Linked DNA regions of Arachis hypogaea: region 2 is linked to region 1. Evidence: chromatin contacts called from public Hi-C data. All regions are on one chromosome and are shown on one strand. The core of a region is the stretch at or near the end of the contact, and the rest is flanking DNA. Distances in the headings are between cores, read along the strand shown.

The links. A called contact is a pair of places that touch in the nucleus more often than the background predicts.
Region 2: a contact with region 1 is called in a Hi-C map of leaf, with 3 times the contacts expected there. The contact joins the promoter of LOC112733408 here to the enhancer-like site in region 1. A contact is called at or near these places in 4 of 8 Hi-C or Micro-C datasets (leaf and an unstated tissue).

Annotation. Positions count from the first base shown.
Region 1 is chr13:129,462,296-129,469,147 of arahy.Tifrunner.gnm2.J5K5, forward strand. It overlaps LOC112733406 (probable pectinesterase/pectinesterase inhibitor 40), which reads left to right. Exons shown (of 5, transcript XM_072212504.1): 4 at 4,156-4,307; 5 at 4,441-4,764. The coding sequence ends at 4,496. Among protein-coding and RNA genes, the nearest start is that of LOC112733406, 10 kb to the left of the region's middle. Within about 2 kb of position 2,681, at least 3 of the 3 cell types and tissues checked have open chromatin away from gene starts, as enhancers often do.
Region 2 is chr13:129,499,031-129,505,882 of arahy.Tifrunner.gnm2.J5K5, forward strand. It overlaps LOC112733408 (B3 domain-containing protein Os07g0563300), which reads left to right and starts at 4,176. Exons shown (of 14, transcript XM_025782349.3): 1 at 4,176-4,673; 2 at 6,027-6,108; 3 at 6,257-6,352; 4 at 6,658-6,852. The coding sequence starts at 4,522.

The DNA of each region.
Region 1 (6,852 bases), core at 1,431-3,930:
TTCTCAATATCTAATCAATGGAGGACCGCATAAGATAGAGTATGAAGGATTGCACCAGGTCTGCTTTGGTTGTGGGCGTATAGGGCATGAAAAGAACCAATGTCCAGTAGCTCAAAGTGGGAATGGAGCTGCACAGAACCAGCAGAATTCAAAACCAAACCAGAATCCAATTCAGAATTCAGCGTTGGAGGTAGAAGGTGAGGGCAGAATGGTCAACAAAGACAATGGAAAGGGTAAAAATGTCATTGAGCAGACATAGGAGAATTATGGGCCTTGGATGCTAGTTCAGAAAAGTGTACGTGGCAGGAGGAGCGTGAAATCAGGGGAAGGAATGCAAAATGGCGAGGGAAGAAAAGAAAAAGGGAAAGAGGATAGTACAGTACAATCATCCCGTTTTGCAATTCTGCAAGCAAATAACGAGGAAAGCCACGATCCTACCAATCATGAGCAGTCAGGTAATGACGCTAATAAAGACAAAACAACTGAAAGCTTTCAGGGAGGCAAAAAGACACACAAACCTAATGTTAATGCCAAAAACATACCTTTAGCTATACACACAGCCCAAAAAAGCCATAACTCTGGCCCAAACCCACAAGCTCCACCTGCCCAAGACTGCCAACAACCTGCAACAATTAAAAAAGGAACCAACCCTAGCCCAAATCAACAAATGAACATAGACCAAAATTACATGTCTACACAAAATAATAACATCAAAGCCCCAATAGACCAAAACCACCGTATGGATATAGAAAACACAAGGCCTAATCCAGAAAATTGGAAGGAGCCAGACCCCATAAGTCCAACCCTCTCCCTGGAAGTTCCTAATACCTTCCAGGATATGGAAGGAGTGGAAGAACCCCCAGACCCAGAGCCAAAGCCCCCTGATTTCAGTCCTATGAATTCAAAAGAATTAAGCAGAGCAGTGGAAGCATATGAGCAACCCATTATGGTGGTACAAGATGGAAATGGAGAAAGCTTTCCCCTTCAGGGGGATGAAATGCAATGTTCATAGAAGGGCTTAGGCCCAGTGATTACCCTGATGGGTGAACTTGATACGTAGTGAGTACAAAATAACTCTTAATGATGAATATTTTGGCGTGGAACATAAGAGGAGTTGCGAATGATGCTACCATTCAAACTCTAAAGGAACTTAGAAGGCAACATAAACCAGACATAACTCTTCTCTTTGAAACCAGATGCAGTGGGGCTAGAGCTTTGGAGGTAATATCTACTCTTGGTTTTAAATTTTATTTTATTGAAGAAGCTAATGGTTTCTCGGGTGGCATATGGGCCTTGTGGGAGAATAGTAATTTGAAGATGCAAGTTATAGAGAAATTTAATCAGTGCATTCACCTTAAAATTGAATATTCAGGGGAAAAGGTTTGGACTTTATCAGCTGTTTACGCAAGTCCGCAGGAGAATTTAAGAAAAATATTTTTTGAAAATTTAAAAGACTTCTCCAAGAGAAATAAGGACCCTTGGATGCTTATAGGTGATTTTAATGAAATTAAAAATGAGGGAGAAAAAAAAGGGGGTAGACAAGTTGATATGCATGCCTGCAGGAGGTTTAGGGATTGGATGGATGACTGCAAGCTCTTGGACCTTGGATTTGTTGGTACAAGATTTACTTGGAAAGGCGGACAAAGGGTGGGATTAGATAGAGTTTTCAAGAGGCTGGATAGAGCTATATCAACCTCTAGTTGGAGGACTCTCTTTGGTGATGCAAGAATTGAAGTTCTTCCGAGGGTCAATTCGGACCATCACCCCCTCTTGGCCGTCCTCAGACCAGAACAATTTGATGGTGGGGAAAAGCCTTTCCGTTTTGAGGCGATGTGGAGTATCCACCCTGATTTCTTTCAGTTCATTAGTGGAAGTTGGGACAGAAAGCGTTGGCTACCGGGAGCTTTGAAGGAGTTAGCGGTGAACTTAAAAAGGTGGAACAGGAATGTTTTTGGTAATGTTTTCAGAAAGAAAAGGGGGATCTTGAACAGACTGAGAGGAATTCAAAGAGCAACAGATTATGGGAGGAATCCTTTTCTTGAGGAATTAGAGAAGCGGCTGGTAGCAGAGCTCACCGAAATCCTGAATCACGAAGAGATTTTATGGATGCAAAAATCCCGCCAGCAATAGTTTGTCGAAGGAGACAGAAACACGAGATATTTTGAAAGCTCTATGGCAAAAGATAAGAGATTTGGGGCCGTCGGGGTATGCAAAAGATAGAGAGTTCTGGACCCAAACAAGCAAAAAATAATTAAAAACGTGCACTAAGAAAACAACAACTGTTCCAACAACTAATGGCTTCCCATTTAATACCCAACACATTAATATCATAGGCCCATTGTGTTTAACGCTAACCACACTCGGATGGAAAATGGAGGTGAAAACAAGGGAGATCTTTGTATTATAATTATTATTTCTTTTTTCCTTTCTAAATTAGTAAATTTTCATCCTTAACGAGCAAAATAAGAGGACACATTTGAGATTTGAAAATAGATTGATGGGCCATCTGGATCATCTAGAATTTAATGAGGTGGCCCATAAGCGTTGCTGCGTTGGTGAGCAATTTAAGAGTTTTTGGAACACTCGTTTGTTTGGTAATGTGGGCCGTATTTATAAGGGCCAAATGTGAATTAAAAGCTATGCACAAGCCAGGTGTCAATGATTCATTGGCACAAGTAGAGGACCAAGACAACATTATAGAGTGTAGCTTATCATTTGGCAACTGAGTATCTGTCGCGACCCCTACAATATAGCAACTTAAAAGATCCATTTTACTGTGCATGGTATGGTGGAGAGTTCAAATCAGAAAATGAAGAATTCTTTTCTATAATAACAATTCAAATTTCTTAATCTTTGTAAATCTATTATTTTGTTAGTTGATTATTTGTAAAATAAAAATAATTTAATTTTCTAAAAACACTGTTACTTTTTTTTATATATCTCAATTGAACAAGTGATATTTAGGTTTATTTATTAAAAATTCGATTGACCAATTTTGTAATGATCGTTAATAAAAAAATCTTGCGGTTTGGATTGTCCGTCTTTTTTTTTTTTTTTGGTCGAAGGGAGGCCAAAAGCCACAATAGAAAAAGCACAAATTTAGTGCAACTCTTTTTTTAGAGAGTAATATTATATATCCAAATCTTTTTATGAATTAAGTCTAATCAAATTAAATAATAAAATTTAAAATAATATTAGTTATAACTAATTTTTATTATGTTAGACTAACTTAATTGAAATTGATTAATAAAAAAATTTATTTGTATAATTTTTTATTTTTTTTTTAGATTGACCTTTTTTTTTGTTGATATATTAGACAGCTCCCAATTCTAGGCATTACCCACTCACATACACTACACTCACACACACAATTCAAGTTCTATCACACCTAACTACAGCTGGGAATCGAACCTGAGATGTGGCTATATGAGGCTAACAAATAGACCATCGGTACAAAGTCTCGCCACGATTGACCCGTTTAAGCCGGTGAATTGTAGAATTCTAGAATGACGATCTAACCCAATTAAGAATTATGAGTGAGCTTGAATGGGTTAGAATTGTAGTGGTGAAATTGCTTGCCTAACCACAAGTGCTGCTTGTTGGGCTTGGAGTGTTTGTGTGATGAAAAACTTGGACCGGAAAAGAAGGGGCAAAGAAATTATTGTTTACAAGGCCAACCCAAAATAAGAAGTCCATCAACTGAATTAAGAGATTTTACACCACTTTCTATGATTTCATTATAACTGCAAAAGAATAAAAGAAACATCTTGTTCTTTCTTCAACAAATATCAAGGCCATGTAAACTCGCCATATGTCGTGTACCTAAAGGTGTGGTCACCATTATTTATCTATATTGAGCTCTTATGATTTTTGCAAACATGTAGATATGAATAAAAACCTTTAAAAGATAATTAAAGATATCTTTGGTACTAAGACAAAGATACTAGTAGTCTTGAATTTTTCTTGTGTGATGCTTCTGTTAAAATGCTGCAAGGGATATTGCCATTTTGACAAGTACTAATAACGTTGTTTTGTTCTATTGTGTTTTTGGGTGTTGTTTTGTCCCTTCATTTGAATCAAAGGCTTCGGTTTCTATATGTGATGAGGTTCTAAAAATACCATCTCTTTATATTCTGACTCAACGTTATGATTTAGGTTCAAACACATCAAAAGGCCCAATCTAAAGATTGGCCTTCACCGCTTATCGACTTCTTTAGAAAAGGTCGGATTCAACACAGACTCCACTCCAAAGAAGTTGGGCTCGAAGGATAGCTGGCAGATAAAGGGACGGTTATCCATCTTAAAAGGTGAAACTACTCTAACGGTGGTTATTGGTTCATCACTATAAATACACTGACACCCTCAGATATCTCTAAGTTCCAATATTCTCTAAACCTACTAAAACCCGTTGCTGACTTAGGCATCGGAGTGTCTTTGCAGGTACCACCCTCCGTTCTCTCACAAATACTAGTCGGACGGCAGCTTTCGGACACTAGGCAAGACAGAGACCACCTCCTCTTGACGTTTGGGCCAATTTCTCAAACCCAATCCACCTATCTCAGGTTACCCTCGTAACACCATCAACACCTTTTTTATTTTGGTTAAATTTATAATTTATAATTTTTTTTATTTTCTTTTGTAAATTACTTACTACTATACTTACCATAAGCTACAATTTGTACCACTGATTTTTGAGATATGTGTCTGCAAATGAATATAGTAAACTACTCAGTAAATACAACGAAAATGAGTTTGATATTCTTACATATTTTTCTTAACAAAAAATTACAATTTTAGGTAGAACCGTAGAAGTCTAATTCTAAAAGTTATATACTTGCTTAACTCAAAATCGTTGACCCATCTCTCTAGGTGGATAGACTTTTTATTTGGGGGGAATGAAGCGTACGCAGTGATCATTAATTCATTGTATGCTTCTTTAACAGGCACACTTAATTTAAGTAATTAACAATGATTGTGGCCCACTCATCATAGTCTATTGTTTATGTATTCTTGATGTCTGATTTATAATATTTACAAAGTATTATTGTTAAAACACAATTCAGTCACTAAAATTGACAAACGTTGTGAAAAAAAAAAAAAAAAACTTGCTTTGTTGACTAGTATAGCAAGCCAATCTTTTTTTTTTTGGTATTAAAAATATAAATCTTAACGGAAAACATTTTCTATACAATGGCGGTCGAATTTTTTTCCCCTCTTCGGTTTGAGAGACTATTATATATAATTATATGGAGGGGTGTTAAGAAGTCAGTAATTTTTGTGATTTGTAGCTATCAAATAGTCATCAATGATAATTTTAATAGTATAAAATTTGTGTAAAATTTTATCTAATAATTCACTTTTTTTAACTAGTTACATACTAGTCAAAATTTAATAAAATTGTTGTCCTAAACTTTTCCAATTATATATATTAGCAAAGTTGGGGGCTTCATTAGTTCATTGGAAGTATGAAGAGTGACAAAATGATGAGCTTTGAAAAAATGAGTTGCGTGATTATTGCATTGTCCATCTTATCCATCAATTCACGTGCTTACATGCATGATGCATGAATCTCTCATAAGAACATAAGATATTATATAAATTATCAATTTAGAATTTAGTAAGAACCTAAGATAAAATTATTAATAATAAAAAATTATTTTAATAAATATAAAATAAATTTATTAAAAACTTAAATTTTATATTTTTTATAATTTTTTTAATTAATAACTTAATTACGTGTTTTTAAAATATATATTAACTGAATTTTACAATTAAAAAATATTATATATATATATTGTGTATTTATTTTTATATCTTTTATTTTTTTTTAAAAATAATTAATAGAAATAAAAAATTAAAAAAATATTTTTTATATCATAAAAAAGTATTCATAAAAAAAGTTTTAAATACTTTTTTTTTATATTAAAATACTCCTAGCAGTTATATATCTTATGTATGCGTGCTAAAGGTCAGAAAGTGTCATTGTAAGAGTTAAGTTTTAAAGTGGTCTATGAAATTAGTGATATGTATTAAAATTGTCTACTATGGTAGTTCTTGATCCATTTTTTGTTAACGGCGTGCTAACGTGGCTTGATGATGTAAATCATTAGCAACACGTGTCACTTCATAGTTTAGTCAAATATGATGACGGGTTGGTCAATAATACATGGCATGTTGACGTAGACGAGTGTGCCATGTGTCACAATACTATTTGGTCATGTGTCAGCTTGTGTTATGTATCGCAATATTATTTGTCCACATGTCATGTACTATATCATCATTATATATAGATGCACCAAATTGGTCCCTAACTTTGCATTGTGCGACTCATTTTCGTCTCTGAAATTGAATATCGTGCACCAAATTAGTCCATTCACTGATTTTTTTTTAAATTCAAAATTCTCAATATTTTTTAATGCATTCATTTTAATTCTATTTTTTTTCACATGTCATTAAATGCAAGTGCTTTTATAAAATATTTTTAAGATTTTAGTTTTTTTTTTTTGTGACTATTAAGATTTTAGTTTTAATTATACTATTTTTTCTATAATAACTTAACATTGATAAATTTTATATATATAATTATGTTATTTTAAAAAAGATATGATTGATTAAACACATTTTTTATTTTCATAAAAAATACGCAAATTTTTAACTATAAATCAAGAATCAAAATACACAATTTTTTACAATTTCTATAAAATATATGTTTTTTGGGCTTTAAAAAAATATTTTAAAATCAATCATATAATTCTTTTATTAAATAACATAATAATTGTTACGAGACGTCCCTCAAACGGGTTGTGTGTAAATAGGCTAGATGAAAGAGGTCAAAGATGATGGTAAGATTGT
Region 2 (6,852 bases), core at 2,926-5,425, 38 kb after region 1:
CAAACCTTATTAGAAGGACAAGGATATCCCGGAGGTGGTTTCATATAGACTTTCTTTTTCAAATCCCCATTAAGAAATGCATTCTTCACATCCATCTGACTGAGGGACCATTTTTTAACCGCGGCAATGGCAAGAAGAGCTCTAACAAACGTAAGACGAGCGACAGAGGCAAAAGTCTCTTCATAATCAATACCATACTCTTGCGTACAACCTTGAGCAACCAAGCGGGCCTTATAACGGTCAATAGAGCCATCAGAGCGAGTCTTGATCTTGTATACCCATCTACTGCCCACAACTTCCTGATCAGAAGGAGGATCAACCAGATTCCAAGTGTGTGCTTTTTCAAGTGCCTGTATTTCTTCTTGCATTGCTTGTTGCCAATTTGGGTTTGAGGAGGCTTCTCAGAATGTCTTAGGTTCATGTTGATGAAGAATAGTAGAGAAGCAATGGTAATCAAGAAGATGAGGAGGTGGATTCCTTACCCTAAAAGAACGAGCGGGAGGAGGAGGCATGACAGTAGGAGCAGGATCATCGTCCGGTCTGGAATCATCGGGAGATGGAGAAGGCAGAAGAACAAGAGGCTGTGGAGGGTCACTCGAGATAGAATCTATAGAATCATCACTAGGAAAAAGATCAACATTGGGGTTAGTAAACAAAGGTGACTGAGTAGTAGGAATGGACTCAAAGGATGAGAATCGAGAAAACATGTGGTGCTCCCAGAAGACAACATGACGAGATATACGAATACGTTTAGAGAGAGGATCCCAACAATGATAACCCTTGTGTTCAGTGCCATGATCAAGAAAACAACACATACGAGCCCGAGGTTCAAGTTTACTATGTTCATGAGGTTGAAGAAGAACAAAACATACACAATCGAAAACTCGAAGAGAACTATAATCTGGGGAGGTATGATAAAGACGCTCAAAGGGAGTAACATTACCAAGAACAGAAGAAGGGAGTCTATTGATAACATGAACAGCAGTAAGAACAGCTTCACCCCAAGTACGCTCAGGACACGAAGAAGAAAGGAGCATTGCACAGACGGAGTCAAGAATGTGATGGTGTTTGCGTTCAGCTCTACCATTTTGTTGAGATGTACCAGGACAAGAAAACTCAGACAAAGTACCCTGTTCTGCAAGAAAGGCTAAGAGTTTAGAATCACGGTATTCCATAGCATTATCACGTCGAAAAACCTTAATGACCTTGGAAAACTGAGTTTTAATCATAGTAGCAAAGTTGATATAGATCTGAGGTAACTCATGGCGATTAGTCATCAAATAAACCCAAGTAAAATGGGAATAATCATCAATGAAAACGATAAAGTATCGAGCTCCGCCCATAGAGGCAATGGGAGCGGGGCCCCAAACATCAGAGTGAATGAGATCAAAAGGAGAGCAAGCAAGAGATGAATTATTGTGAAAAGATAAAGCAGGTTGTTTGGTAGTTTGACAAGAAATGCAATCAAAAGATTCATTTGGAACCTGACCTAAAACACATTGAGACACAAGAGGACGCAGTTTTCCTAAGGAGGTGTGGGCAAGACGCTGATGCCATAAGTGGAGGGAGAGAGAGAAGAAGCAGCACAGAGATTTAGTACAGGAGGAATATGAAGATTCTCGAGTTCAAATAACCTTCCGACCTTACGTCCAGTCCCGATGATTTGTCCCGTCCGAGGATCCTGTACACGACAACCAAAAACGGAAAAAGTGACTTCAAAACCCAGATCAACAAGTTGACCAACAGAAATAAGATTGAAGTTTAATTTGGGAATATAATAAGTATCAGGAAGATTAAGAGTTGACTGGGATATAGAACCCTTGTGTGTTGCGTGCAAGAGGGAGCCATTTGCAGTATTGACAGAAGGTCCATTTATAGTGGTAGACATGGACGAGAAAATATGACGCAACGGAGACATGTGATTAAAGCAACCCGAGTCAAAGTACCATTTAGAATTACCTGGAGGGGTGGAAAAAGCATCAGGGGTATTACCAGAATCAGAGAGAAGACGCTGAAGAAGAGATGCAATATCAGAAAGAGAGACAGGAGACGAGTTGAGTGGACTAGGACGTGGTGGGCGAGTAGGACAGGCAGTAATTAAATGTCCCGAGAGCTTGCAGTAACGGCAGAACAGCTGTGAACAATGATAGCTAATATGACCTTTCTGGTGGCATGTGCGACATTCAACAGAAGGACAGTCGGGGAAGAGGTGCCTAGAACGGTTACAATTTCGACAGAATTTACCCTTTCTGTCGGTGGCAGCAAAAATATCTGGCTTTTCCATGATAGTAGTCACAAAGATCAAAGAGAGGAGAGAAAATGGCAATTTCGGAGCAGAAAATGAGAAATCGGAGTGTAGAATTGGAAAGAGCTCACCAAAAAACCTTAGGGAGGGTCCCACTTGACTGCCACGTCAGCACCACGTCAGCAGTGACGTCAGCGCCACGTCAACAGAACGGTGACACGTGGCAGCCCGCGAGAGGACGGAGAAGACAGGCTGGCGCTGAAGTGGAGGTCGGGTCAACCAGCGGGCCGGGCCGGGTCGGGTCGATAGCGGGCGCGCGGGTCGCTGTGGAAGCTGGCGGCGTGACACATGGAGGCTCTAGGATCGTGGGATGAGCAACAAGATTCAATGGCTATTGAAGCATCTGGGAGGAGGAACAATGGAGGTGGGCAGGGACGTTCCGGCGGCGCGTGAGGGCGTGTTCGGCGGCTTTAGGCGACGGTTCCGGCGGCGTTGGAATCCTGACGGAGAGATGAACACAACGGTGGCGGAGGTAACGAACCAAAGCGTCGGAAACAGAACGAAAAATCAGAGCAAAGAAGCACTGTCGGAAGAGAAAAATAAGGAGGCTATGAACAAATGTTCATTGGAAAAAAAAACTTTAGGCTCTTGATACCATGTTAGAAACAAGAGACTGATAGAGTAATCTGAAAAGTGTATTATTGAGTTATCATAGGTACAATATACAAGGGGTATTTATAGGTGGTAAATGAATTAAAGCAATAAAAGCATAGAATCCTACGATTAATATACAAATATACTAGACAATACTAATTAATATAAATTGATTCTAATGATTTTGAAACAGAGAAGAAGAGTTTTCACAACAAAATTCAATTTACAATGTTGCCGTTTTCATTTTAACAATTTTGGACAAATAACTACTCCTTATCCAACCTCACTACTCCTTAATAATTCATGTAGATCAACCTTTAACGTTCGATTCAACAGAAAAGATTGTGTTGTCCCAAAACTTGCAAAAACAAAAACCAATATAAAATTCTTAATTTTTTAGAAATCACTTTATTCATCCAGATAAAACTAGAAATTGAAGTGGGTGATTACTCATATTTTAACTTATAAGTAAACTATAAATTAGTCAAATAACTATATGTATTTATAATTATACAACCATATACTTGTGACCAAAATTATTATTATTATTATTAATTAACTATATATACACAGAAACCTATAACTCAAAAGAAAGTTTATAAGAAGTTTGTATATAGCACTTTACCATAACGTTGACAGACAAAAATTTATAAATTCTTTCCCATCGTGCATTCAAAAAAAATTATATTTTAATGTTCGAATTAATATCAATCTACTAATTAAAATTCTCTTAATGAAAATTTCTTAATTTAACTATAATAATAAAATAATTACCAATTAATTATGGTTATTTATTCAAAGATAAGTTTGTCATTCTTTTAATTATTTTTTTAGAACTTAAAAGAGTAAAAAAATTAAATATATGTGTTATATTTTAGAAATATCAAAAAGATAAAAATTTAATATTTATTTATTTAAAAGTTAAAATATATGTATTCTCAATTATTTTTCAAAAAAAATTTAAGAAATTAACTGCAACATAAATCAACTCAAGCCAATCTTTCTTATTTTTAATTTTAAAATTCGAAAAAATAATATCTTTTTATCTATATCTTTAAGGATATAATTAATTTTATGAAAAGTTAATATTAAGATCTATTAGATAAAAATTTAACTGATTAAATTATTTAATTATTTTTAACTATTAATTTCAATTAGTTACATCTGAATTTTCACAGTATTTTTAATTAAAAAAAAAAACCAATCTAACAAACACGTTGGCATCTCCGGAGGCCAAACCCAAATTCACAACAACGCACGCACACACACACACACTCTCTCTCTCCGACGTTACTACTTACTACATTTAACAATTCAGACTCCTTACTACTCCATGTCCCCAAAAAAAAAAAAAAAAAAAAAAAAAGAAAAAGACTCCTTAGTCCTTATTACTCCCACCATACCGTATCATACCTTTCTCTCTCTACCCCCTCCCTCTTTCTCTTCTCTCTCTCCCTCACTCACTCACGTATGATTACAGATCAAGCCGCGCCACCAACAACTCTTCCACTTTTCACTCTCTGCAGAAGCACGCCACCTTTCTTTCGCAGATTCCTCGGTGCTGCTTGTTGATTTTGGTGGTGTAGTTAAAAGTTTGCAGAGTTGTATAGTTTCAAATTTCAATGGCTTCTGCTGCTGCTTCCGTGTCTTCTTCCTCCTTGCCGTCGTCCGGGTTCTGCTACAACCCTGAATGTAAAGAATTGAAGTCTCAAATACCTAAGAAAGGTTGGAGACTCCGTTCCGGAGACCGAGCTGAACTTTGTGATCGATGCGGGTAACTAGTTTCTTTGACTTTATCTTTTTTCTGTTACTACAACCTTCACACACACATATATATTTCTCTTTTGGTTACTTCTGCGCTGTTTATGCCACTAGATTGGGAATTAGCTGAGGTTTATCAGTGTTAGTGTTGGTTGCCTTTGGGATTTTCATACAAAGTTTGCTCCTTTTGCTCTTTCTTTTTGAAACTTCCCATATTTTTGTTCATTGCGTGGCGTTTTGGAATTATAATGTGAATTGGAGATTAGTTTTGGAAAAAAAAAAAATTTCTTTTACGGTTTTAATCTAAATAGCTGGGGTCACTTTTTATTTCTTTGTTTTTTCTTTCCTTTTTTCTTTTAATTTAAAAAGCTCTTGTTAGCGTGTGTTGGAGATCGGATGGACGGAACCCTCTTTCCATTAATAACTTCTCTTATAATGTATTTAAAAGCTTGGAACCTTGAATGTATATTGTGACGATCGCTGAAGTTTGAAGAATTTCTTAGGGGGCCATTTATAAGCGGGACTGAGGGGCTCTTTTAATTACGTGACTAGGTTCTATGTATAGATAGTTTTGGAGAGGGTTATTTGGTTTTGATTTCTTTCAACCTTCAATTTTTTTGTGGGATTTGGGAGGTGTTTTACATTTTAGACTATGATATGAAATTATGAACACTAATAGTGGATTAAAAGGGATGGCGGAAGAGTCTTGCTTGGGAGTATTTTGAAATGAGGAATTGCCAAGTAACCCTTAAATCCAATCCCTTAAAATTTGTTAAGAGTTTAGTTTAGAGCAGAACACAAGAGAGGGTAAAGGATTATGAAGTATGAGGTTTCACCTTACTTTTTAGGAGGCAAAGAGTAGACATTTGAGGATTGTGTTAACTTTTCCGAACTCTCTGTTACCCTGGCCTCATTTCATGGTTCTCCCAAATTCCAGGATTTTTAATTATTGTAATCTAATTTACTTTATTATTCCTATGCAACTTTTCTTTTTCTATTTTGGGATAGACCCCAAACTATCAAAATGTCATTTTCTAATCTAATCATAGATTAATTACATTTAACATTTCAACTGCAATGCACATTAATGAAAGTGAGGAAAAGTAATTATAGAATTCAGTTGACTCAAGTTTTTCTATTATACATTTTGTCAAAATTTCCAATGCATTTGAATTTTGACTTTCTGGGTACTAGAACTGAATGCCTTTTTGATCTTTTGCTCATGGTGAAAGAAACCATTTTGTACCAAAAGACACTATTTTGGTTAAATAATTCCTGCTGCTTATCTTTAGTTTGTGTTGTTTTTTTTATATGGTGCATATATGCTACTGCATCTGTAAGATCTGATTGTTACTGTGTTTCTTAGCTCTGCTTTTGAAGAAGGAAGATTTTGCGAGACTTTTCATTTGAACACTTCTGGTTGGAGGAACTGTGAGACTTGTAGGAAGGTGAGTTAAATATTTATTTTATTTTTATTTTATTCTGTAATTGCTTGAAGGGCTTTATATGGTACTTCTTTAGGCGCCAAATACTTTTTACTTGAACTCCCCATGTCAAGTTGTACTGTGTTAACTCATGATGATTATTTCTTTGCAGCGGATTCATTGTGGATGTATTGTCTCAGATAACTCGTTTATGTTGTTGGATCCTGGTGGAGTTGAATGTAATGTATGTGCAAAGGAACATCATATGGTAGGTTATCTATAATGGTGATTAAATTCTGAAATATTATTTTATTTATGCACTATGTTGATTAAATTCGGCCAAAATTTTTTCCTATCCTTTTTTTCAACATCTTTAATAATTACTTATTTGTGCGTTGCAATGCCTAACTTTCTGAATTCCCTTTTTATCTGGTTTTTTGCCCTTGTATATTTCCAAATTCATGGTTATGGTTTGACTCTTGACATTTTTTCAAGCTTAAAGTATGTTTTATGCAACATTTATTTCTTTATATGCGTAATTACATTATTCCTTTTTTCCGTTATACATGTCAGTCATCAACCCGGCCATGGTCTCAGTCTTTTTGCTCTAATTTATCTCTAAGACTTAGAGACATCTCCACAAATAATTGGAATCAGTTAGCTGGATCAGGTCCTGTACCATGGAAGCAAGCACCCAGCCTATATAATTCTGTTTCTTCATCCAACCTGCAGCCAGGTGTGGCCTCTCTAGTTGAATTGACACATAAA